Linked DNA regions of Danio rerio: region 2 is linked to region 1. Evidence: chromatin contacts called from public HiChIP or PLAC-seq data. All regions are on one chromosome and are shown on one strand. The core of a region is the stretch at or near the end of the contact, and the rest is flanking DNA. Distances in the headings are between cores, read along the strand shown.

Region 1 (5,427 bases), core at 2,819-5,318:
GTCACTGGTTCGAGCCTCGGCTCAGTTGGCGTTTCTGTGTGGAGTTTGCATGTTCTCCCTGCGTTCGCGTGGGTTTCCTCCGGGTGCTCCGGCTTCCCCCACAGTCCAAAGACATGTGGTACAGGTGAATAGGGTAGGCTAAATTGTCTGTAGTGTATGAGTGTGTGTGTGTGTGTGTGTGTGTGAATGTGTGTGTGGATGTTTCCCAGAGATGGGTGGAAGGGCATCCGCTGCGTAAAAACGTGCTGGATAAGTTGGCGGTTCATTCCGCCGTGGTGACCCCAGATTAATAAAGGGTCTAAGCCGACAAGAAAATGAATGAATGAATGAATGAAAGTTGGCAGTTCATTCCGCTGTGGTGAACCCAGATTAATAAAGGGACTAAGCCGAAAAGAAAATGATTGATATGGCAAGAAACTATGCACTCATTCGGGCGCAATAATCAAGCACACAGCAATGCTACCTAGTTAAGGACTATTTTTAGGTGCTGCATAATATCAGTTTAATTTCATTGTCTAATCTGATTCAATGACTTATGCTAAGCTAAGCTAAAAGTGTTCCCGCTAGACCCAGAGATCACCTGAATGGGTACAAAAGTGGTAAAACTGAACTGCTAAAGACGCAAAGCCATAATAACTGAAGTTCCATTGTGTATATCTTTCTAGTATTATTTCCAGCTATTCCGCCATTTATATTTGTCAGACAGAAAACAATAAGGAGAAGAGAGAGAGGATAAGCGAGGGAATGTCATGAGACCGACTTGAACTCATGTCGCCCACATGAGCGCCCCAGTTCGACGTGTTGTCCTCACAAAATCACCTCAACATCTGCTGAATAACTTCTTAGCACACAAAAATATGAGATTTCAGAGACACTAATCAGCCTTATGTAAAAAAAAAAGCAGGTCACGTGACTTTCGAGATGAGCCTTCAAGCAGATCAGGTTTTTCTTATCTAGATTAATTTCAAGCTTCTTCTCATGAAATAGAGAGAGGGAGAAAAGTGGAAGGAGGACTTCTAAGTGAAAATGAAATGTACTGAAGATAGCACATTGGCAATGAATGCAAAAGTGAAAGACCTGCAATTTGTGTGGGATGTTGACACATTTGTGACTTCGACAGCATTGTGATTTTAATATCAATGACAAAAATGATTCTCTAATCAAGAGGTTTTGATATCTGAACAAGAAATACAGCACAAGCCTTGTTATAAGCGTCAAAAATTACATAAACATTAGTGGTAAAAATGTAACTAATTTGATCTGTTCTCTGACTGATGACACAATCCACTGAGAGTCCCACAATGAAAGAACTGATCTGATGTGGTGATCCCTTTGCTCATTTTTTTGACCCAAGTGACCATACAAATTATGATGAAACCGTGTTAAATACCCTCAAGGCAGCCAGTCCATTCTATTTGATTTACTCAAGGCTTAGTGAACTCATGTTTAAATGAGTCGGACTGAAAGGCTGGTTTCTCTACTGGTGAAAAATACAGACCTCACAAAGCACATCCACACACTTCTTTCCCAGCGGCCCAACTAGCATTCCATACATATTTGCACATGGAACTCTTGGAACTACAGTTCAATTCTCTCTTTCATTTATACACTGTTTACATTATGCGGCCACTTTTTTTAAAAATAATAAAGGGGGAAAATATATGATTTTAATAACTCAATTAAAATAGGACATTTCTTTGATTTCATGGAACATTGAAAGCAGCTTCTGTTGATTAGAAATGCTCAAAAGTACCAGCAAGATACCACTGCACAATTATATAATGTGAGAAATAAATGCACAAAAATAAGATGAAAAAAGAAGGCTATGTAAGATTTTTGTTGTATGCTAATGATGCTATCTAGTCAAAAATGCTCAAGGGGGAAATTATGTGGGTCACATTGGATGAAAAGCTCATTTTTGTTATAGTCAACAACAGAAGAATTGTGCAATATTTATAACAGGAGATGTAAGTGTAATCAAATATCATGCATCTAGCTCAGGTCAATAGCACAAATAATTTGTCACTAACTTCTGATTAAACCAATGGAATTATTCTCAAATCATACAGCTATTTGGTTATTATTGGCAATTCTCTCATTTTAAATTGGCTTACACTTCTTAATTTGTGTTAGAGCCTTATTAAAGACTAAACAATTATACACTGTGACAACAAACATGATATCGTTATCATTGACACTTAAAAAGAATATAGATAATAATTTATGGTAAACTAGTGCATTTGAAGAACATTCAGATTGTTTTCTTTGTAATAAAAGAGAATTTAGAACGTTAAGATTGTTGTATAATTGGAAGTGTTTTGGTTGTTTTACAACATTTTTACAGTAACCCCTTTTGCAGTGTATTTTAATATTGTTACAATACAATATATCATTATAAAAGCTTGAGTAATTATTGCAATTATAACATATGCCTAATAAAGACTATAAACAATCGCAAAGAACAGTGCCTATTAAAAAATCTAGTAAGAATTAATCTACAAGGCAGTGTTAATACATACCCTTAATGTACTTTTTGTATAATAAACTCAATGACCTTTTTTTCAAAGCCTTAATATACTATTTTATACTGGACAATACCAAATTAAACATAAAGAACAGAGAAATAAACAAAATAAAACACGTGTGTGTAAATGTGTGTTAAATATGTGATGTGCCGCTTTGGTGTCTAAATCAAAATAAATGTACCAAAGCCAATTAATATTAGAAAGCAAATTAATTACAAGTACAGTCGTCTACTGTAATGTTTCAAATAACATTTGAGAAAATAATGCCAAAATAGTGGTGAAATAATATTCCATTGCCATGAAAATAAACAGCATGATTATTATCCTCTATTGTCTACTTTATTAGTATGTTGTCAACAAATAAGGAGACTAACGGATAGTGGTTAAAGGTAGTTAAAGGACAGTCAGAATGTTCCATTTTTGGCTTAACTAACCCTTTATAGATAGTTGCTATAAAGTGTCAAAATTACAATGTATAAATACTACATTAATTATATTGTGACCCTTAAATAGGGGTCTTGAAATTGTCACCAATTGTATTACATTCTAAACATGGCTGACACGATTGTTAGTAGGCTATATAAAAACGTGTAAAATAAATAATTTTTATGCTTACATAGTTAATTGTTTAAGAAAAATGTTATTTTATGTTAAGATTGAAATGCATAAATTTACACTGTAAAAATCTAGCTAACGTTAATTCAAACACCATACGACAGGCATGTCCTGTCAGCTATTACACCTGGGAGCTCTTTAAACCCATCAAAAAGCATCAACAATCGTCTCATCTTTGCTGATGCTGTTAATTGTGAATCCACCCAAACAATATAAAGAGAGTGTTCATACAAATGCTACAATAAAAGATCAATGAAATACCCATTTCACTCCAGGTTTTTTTTCACTCAGGTGAACAGTCATTGAAAAATGTAATACATCATTAGCCCACAACGTGACAGCAAATTGGCGAGCCAACCGTTAAGGAATTAAAAGAAACAAAGATCCAGCCATGTTCCACAGTTGTCAAGCGTGTGGAATGAAAACACTTCCATTCCTAACTGTGCAACTTCCCTCGCTTCTTAATCATCAGTTCAATCTGAGCCCCCGCCCTCCACAACCAAACAATCTTCAAAGTTGAGCCAATAACGCATGCAGCAGCTCTCCCGGCCGCTTTTACCTGTCTCTGGGGTCGATCCACGAAGTCTGTCGAGTGTTGTGGTCAATGTAAAAGACTCTGCCATCGTAATCCCTGGCTTCCTCCCAGCCCGGGGGCAGCGGCAGCTCCGAGCTCTCTCTCCGCTTACAGCTGCTCACCCACGGCATATCGCTGCTGGGGCGGTAGGGGGGTCTGACCCCCTGCCTTTACTCCAACAACAAATATATCGGAACTTTCTACAGCATTACAAACGTTGAACTCCCATCGGCTCTCGGAAAGGGAAAGCTTCACGACGAAGAAACGAACGCGGGTCAAATCGACACAGGTAGTCCTGCGTCCAGCTTTTCCAAAAAGTTTTGCGGCGCTCTCATGACTCTGTGTGTCGGTCCTCCATGTTTGACTCTATCTACCATCTTTCATTCCACACTGTCCATATTCGGGCAGGGAAATTTGCATGAGAGCCGCCCATAAACCCTGACGTATGTGAAAGTAAGCCAATGAGGGAACTCGTATGATTTTGGGATACTTGTTGATGGAAGTGGATGAAGTTTTTTTTTTTTAACGCGGATTCAGTAAGTTTTTAGAAGTGGTAATAAATGTAATTACACAAATAAATGTTTATGGTATTGTGCTCATGTTAAACTATTTTAATCTACCTCTATCTTTTTAAAATATTTATTGGGGCTGTATTTAAAGAAAAAAAAAGTCTAATCACAATTTCACTTTTTCATATATATGTATATATAGTGTATGGTGAATGTATAAATGTTTTGTATTAATCCGAAAATATTTCTTATAACTAAACGATTTATCCAGAAACTCAAAAATCACCTTTTGACTCAGCGTCCATTTTTTGTTCAATAGCGCCATCAAGAGATAGCTCCGATTTCTTCAGCTCTTTGCAACAGCAATAATCTACCTAGTAATGAAAGTATTGTGTTGTTTTGTATTTCTGGTTTTTGCTTGTCGAATGGGACCATCCATCATTTACCTTTCTCTGAGGTCTATATTCGATCACTGACACACTTTTAACTTTGCGAAACATATAAAAATTGTCACAGATTAAATGTTGATTTATTTATTAGAGATGCCTGTTTTTGGAAGGATTAAGCAGTGCGTTTTGTTTTCTTTTCACTCCTACTCGTCCAATTTTCTCATCATAATATTTGTGAATGAGTGTGTATGAGTGTTTCCCAGTGTTGGGTTGCAGCTGGAAGGGTATCTGCTGCCTAAAACATATGCTAGATAAGTTGGTGGTTCATTCCGCTGTGGTGACCCCTGATTATTAAGGGACTAAGCCAAAAATAAAATAAATGAATGAATCACTGGAAATGACATAACTTTAACAACCCTCACTAATTGCTGGGGTTTACAATGTACCTGTACCAGTGGCGTAGCGGACGGGCCCGCAGGGCACGCACCGCGGGGGGGGCCCGCGTGATTAGGGGGCCCCACGTCGTCGCGATTTTCAATAATTGAAAATTCGGGAACCGCAATAATCAAACTCTTGGGAACAACTGTGGTCGGAACCAAAGTTCACAGGTCTGTGTTCTCTGAACACCTCTCAAGCGGTCGGTGGACTACTTCATTCTGATTGCTTGCCGCCGAACCGCGTCATGGCCAATAAAGACGCGCCGCTGTTTCTCGCCGCCGGTTCTCGTTAAAAAAAATGAATGACTTCTGGCTACTTTGACGCTCTCGCGGCTTTCGATTTGTGATCGCTCCTCAGTTTGTGAAAAATTCCCCGCG
Region 2 (5,386 bases), core at 465-2,964, 180 kb before region 1:
CCTAAACTGAGGGAATGAATTAATGATCTAGGAACGATTTACTAATCTAAATAATGGAACAAATTTCCACAACATCAATATTTTTCTGCATGTTATGTGCAAAGCTCTATTCCATTATATGTAGAATGAATTGAATATTTTCAAACCTTAAATATTGCATTTGGAACTTTACATTTAATAACATTACAACTCTCTACTACGGCTCTGACGATCATTATCAGTCCCTGATTATCGTCTCACCTACAGTATTAACATGGACACTCCTATTGTTTAGTAAATTATATCTAGTGTATGAAAATTACCTTTGAGATGCGTGTTCTCAGATTTTAGAGTCTCAGTGAGAAGCTTGAGACCCTTGTTGAAATAGTTCACTCTTGTGAAGTCAATGTCATTTGAATCCCGTACAATTCCATCTAACCTATAAAAACAAGTCAATAATAGTAAAGATCAGCTTAATAATGTTTCAGTTCAAGAAATGGAATGACAGAGATTCCTTAAATGCCTCATATGTTGTCATGTTTGATATCTTAAAAATGAAGGAACATGTAGGGGGAAAAATACTTATGTAAATACCTTATGTAAATTGTTGCCATTTTGAAATACCAATTTCTTTTTTCCTCCATCGGTATCTGTAAGAAATTAAAGAACAAGAAAGTTACTGACACTAGTTGGCAGTTTCCTTATTGGTTTCTTTAGTGTTTTCCCTGTGTTGTAAGCTACAACTCATTGTAGTAAGCAAATTTCACAGCAAATAAAAAATGTTGCAGAAATACTTGTGCTTTTAAATTCAGAGTTCAAATGTATTGTTTTATTCCTCTCAAACTTTACAAGAACATAAAAAATAGTACCCCTTGTGGCATTGTCAGGGTCAAAAAGTTTAATATATCAGATTATACAGTGTTTCTCAACCATGCTCCTGGAGGGCCACCAGCTCAGCACATTATCCATGTCTCCTTAACAAAACACTTTTTTTTTTAAGACAATCCAAAGTTGATTCTAAAATACTGCATTAACTGGCTCCACAAAAATGTAATGATATGTTCATTATTTAATAAATTCTATTGTTAACTACTCTCTAACAACATTACTATGTCTGCCTGTACAGTACATATGAAATTGTGATATTCTTACCAGCTCATCTCCATAATCGAGCGCACGGTTGTATAACATCAGCGCCGCTGTCAGCCTCTCGCGTAAATCTTCATCCCTCTCCAATTCCACATCATGAGGATGTGCGTACGCTTGTTCAGCCAAGCACCGGGCTGCCCTAAGCCTGCAGTCTTTTTGGTTTTCTCCCATCTCTCGCCCCATGAGGCCAGCCACACGCTCCACACACCCCCCCTCATCCACCTCACGGCCCAGGCGTTCATAAACATATCCCAGGTTGGCCCAGGCGTTGAGGTTTTCTGGATCCTCTTGGCAGATGCTACGAAATGTTTCTTCTGCTGTCTCCAGTTCGTCCATATGAAACGCCAGCACACCCAGTATATTACGCACAGCATATTGCAATCGTCCCGTCTCAGCTTCCAGCTCAGCCCTTAGGCTCTCCCGCTTCATCTGGGTGTCCCGGAGCCGAAGGGTAGCTGATCCATTGGGTTCGCCGTTCAGATTTAACTCCAGATGAAAGTGGCCGGGAATATAGGCCATTCCTTCAATTAGAGACTCAATGTCTTCTTCTATGCTGTCCTCCATTGTGTCCTGCACACGTACTGATAATGTCTGAGGAAGACAGAGGAACTTATAAGCTGGACAGGAAATACAGGTTTAAAGAGGAGGAGATATAAGACATGAGTGCATCTTGAACGTGCGCTTTTTTGCTTCCTGTAACAGGTTACTCAACCTCTACACTGTGGTTTTTACATTAACTATTTTAATTTGAAAGGAAAACATGGGCGTCTGCTTTGAGAACTGTGTAAAGAATGAGTCTTGCTTTCTGAATTTAAGTGACACACCTTGGGGTCATGTAGGGTTTGTCATTTACCATGATTTAGAAAACAGAGAGCCAAGAGGTGCTGGAGTTGTGACGTCAGAACCTGGAAGACTAGTTCATCACTGCTTCCTGCAACATTTTTCTATGGGCTTTTATAATGGGGTTTATCATTTTTAAGTTCTTTACAGATGATCCAGAAAGCTGCAGCTCGTCTGGTCTTCAATGAGCCCATGTAACTCACCTCTCTTTATCTTTCTGCATTGGTTACTGGTCAAGGCTTGTATCAATTTCAAATCCTTGATGCTTGCTTACATAGGTCTACATCCTCTCCAGAAGCCTCTGGTCAGAAAGTGAGCACCGCCTTGTGATACCATTGCATAGAGGCTATGGGCGAAACCCAATTCTATTTTTGTATCCCTACCCTTGAAACAGAGTCTGATGGGTGATGTCTTCAAATCTTACCCCTAAGAAATGGGACAGCACTACAACACCTGCACACGTCATCATATGTCAGCACGAGCTCTTTATATGAGATCGATGATGGTGACTGCTGTAGTTATTCCAGTTACAGTATTTTTTGGTATTTATCTTCAGGAAAACATTGAAGGCAACAGTATCATGTTATCATGACGATTTAATGCGGCAATAATTAACATTATACCAGACACTGTAAAAAGGTTATTCCCAGGTTTTTTTTATTATAGTTTTTGCAGACAAAAACAAGGAACCGACAGACAAACCCATCATAAAACAATAATCTGTGCAAAATGTAAAATAAAGCATGAAGTAAGGGAAAATGGTAACATATAAGACATGTATGACCTACAAAAACACACAGCAAAAAAACGTACAAATCTTCGGAAATTAAACACTATTGGTCTTCATGGAGTTTTAGAAAAAAAAGACTGGAAACCACATTTGATAAAATTTTTCCAGAAGTGGTATACCTAGTTTTTTCCAAATGTTAAGTGGAGGTGAGTCCAAGAAGCCAGTCAGGAAAAAAGGGGCCTAGCATTTTACTTCCAGAAACAAAGAATAACTTTTTTTTTTACTGAACGGGTAACTGTACATTTCGGTTGAGAGTCTCCAGAAAATCTGACGAGCCAAAAATTGCTATTCTGTCAGGGAGTAAAATACAATCGTAAACTTTAGCAAAGAACTGAAATATTTCTAACCAAAAATTCTGAATTTGAACACGGGAACAAAAAAAGTTGTGCTAAGGTACGTTCAGCAGCTTTACATTTGTCACATTGGGTAGCTGGGTAGCTTCTTCTATGTAGTAAGCATAGACAATATGTTGAGTTTTTTTCAGTGATGTAAACTGCACACACTCACTCCCTTAAAAATGGTTTTGTAGTTACTTATTAAAGCCAATCCCACTGCACCAAGAGATGCTGACAAACATGGATGATCATCAGATTACAGCATGTCACTTCTCAGGCATTCGACCATTAGCAGCAATTCAGCATGGTCATTTAGTGAAAACAAGTTCTGACAGACACCAGCAGAAATAACACGATAATCCAACAAAATCCAATGAAGCTGTTTCTTGGCATATAATGTAATGTGAGTTGGCCTTTATAAAATATGTTGTTAAAATGAAACATTACTGTGTGTAGAATTTTTGTAATGATACTACATAAAAGTATATTCAGGCTATGTTTACCACAGTTGTTTTATAAATTTACTTATAAATTGAAAACCCTCACAGAATTTCATAGGCAAGTCTTGAGGCTCTTCCAGTTTTAGCCATTTATGCTAAAAAAAGACATCAAAAACTGCTGTCTGTATGTAAGGTAACATTCTAAATGCCTTTTGTTTTGCTATTTCTAAATCTCAGCTTCCTGGTCCGTGTGTGAGTAAAGTTGTTCTTAGAAATGTCACCAGAGTTGAGGAAGTACATGTGGTCTGATAAACTTTTTGATAAAAATGTGCTTTATTGTTATTGTTTGTGTGCTAGCAACAATAATACTGTACAAGTACTAATATGTCAACCCTTAATGTCATTAGATAGTTTAAAAAACATAAATTGTTTACTCAACCTTTGTGCCTACCTTTTGTCTGTGGATTTAGTAATGTTGACCAGGACTGTTTCCATATTTGAAAAATAAATTTAACCAAAGTATACAATGTATATCTCAGTAAATACAATACGCCAGTTCAATGGAAAACAGGTTACTCATAAACGGTATTATCTTGTCAACAAAAATGCTGAATCAGCCAATCACTGTCAGCAACTTAATCTATTAGGCAAGTACTGTAGACATCAAGGTGATCTGTTGAACTTAAACTTGCTGACCTACTGGAATTTTCATACACAACCATCTCTAAGGTTTGTTAAGTATCATCATCTGAGAGAAAGAGAGAGAGAGTGTGAGAGAGAGAGAGAGAGAGAGAGAGAGAGAGAATATATACAGTGAGCATTAATTTTGTGGGTGAATGTTTTGTTTATGCCAGAGGTCAGAGAATGATGAAAAGGCAACAAACAACACAACAAAACCAGAAGCAGATGAGCTACAGCAGCAGAAAATTATAGCCATTTCAGTCCCGTTAAATATACTTTTTTAAATTACTTAAAATCAGTGCTTAATTTGAGCCAGATCTTGCAAGATCCTGTTTGGAAGTGTGTTTGTGTGTGTGTGTGTGTGCGTGCGTGCTAGTGTGTGTGTGTGAGTGAATGTGAATGAGTGTGAGTGAAAACTGTGTGGATTGTGAGTGAAAACTGTGTGGATTGTGAGTGCGCGCTAGTCATAGTCAGCAGAAACAATATCCAAAGATGCTGTTTTAAATTGTAAAAAAAAAATTATAATAATAATAAATCTGTTTTTGAAATAAATGAAGACAGCAAAAGTCAATGATTCATTTGGATTATTTAGCCTGACATGTTTATTGTTACTAAATATTTTAAATGTTTCTCAAAATAAAATATATTGTGTTTTAAAGAAAAAAAATGTTTTAGTTTTTATTACCCAGACATTTAAAAAAATATACCTTTTAGAGCATTAATCACAATACTGTGAATCTTTGATATTTTTATCCAAGGTTATCATACCGCCAGAATCTTATACCGACCCATGCCTAGTGCGCGCACACACATACACATGACAGTAGTTACCATACGCAAGTTAAAGCAAAAGTCTATTGGCCATCAAGGATAATTTCAGCCGATCAGTTTTCTTATTTTTACAATCACTCTTATTAGTTGGTGACTGTTTCGCGTGCAGTGAAAATAAATAACAGCATAGTGGCCTAACGTTTATCTAAAGAATATTTGTATGTTCAAAATGGCAAAGAGGCAGTCACGCATATTTAAATTTTTTTAAAACCACAGGTAAATCTGATAATGAGCCTGATCAAAAGACTGAGAAGATGAAACTGCACCCATGGATCAGGATAGCAAGAGGCAGAAGCAAAGCAATCTCAAGTCAGCCAGAAAACATGACAGAAGATGTATCT

Evidence for each region. HiChIP or PLAC-seq counts read pairs in DNA pulled down with a chosen protein or histone mark.
Region 2: an H3K4me3 HiChIP or PLAC-seq map of gastrula embryo shows a contact between it and region 1, with 4 times the contacts expected there. The contact joins the promoter of ttc22 here to the promoter of wwc3 in region 1. A contact is called at or near these places in 2 of 4 datasets of contacts at active chromatin or transcription factors (embryo and gastrula embryo).

What each region holds. Positions count from the first base shown.
Region 1 is chr6:33,003,716-33,009,142 of GRCz12tu, reverse strand. wwc3 (WWC family member 3) reads right to left here and starts at 4,068. Exons shown (of 23, transcript NM_001110470.1): 1 at 3,700-4,068. The coding sequence starts at 3,845. It also overlaps a transcript of cldn33b not described here.
Region 2 is chr6:33,178,568-33,183,953 of GRCz12tu, reverse strand. ttc22 (tetratricopeptide repeat domain 22) reads right to left here and starts at 1,714. Exons shown (of 7, transcript XR_012408009.1): 1 at 1,132-1,714; 2 at 574-629; 3 at 303-418.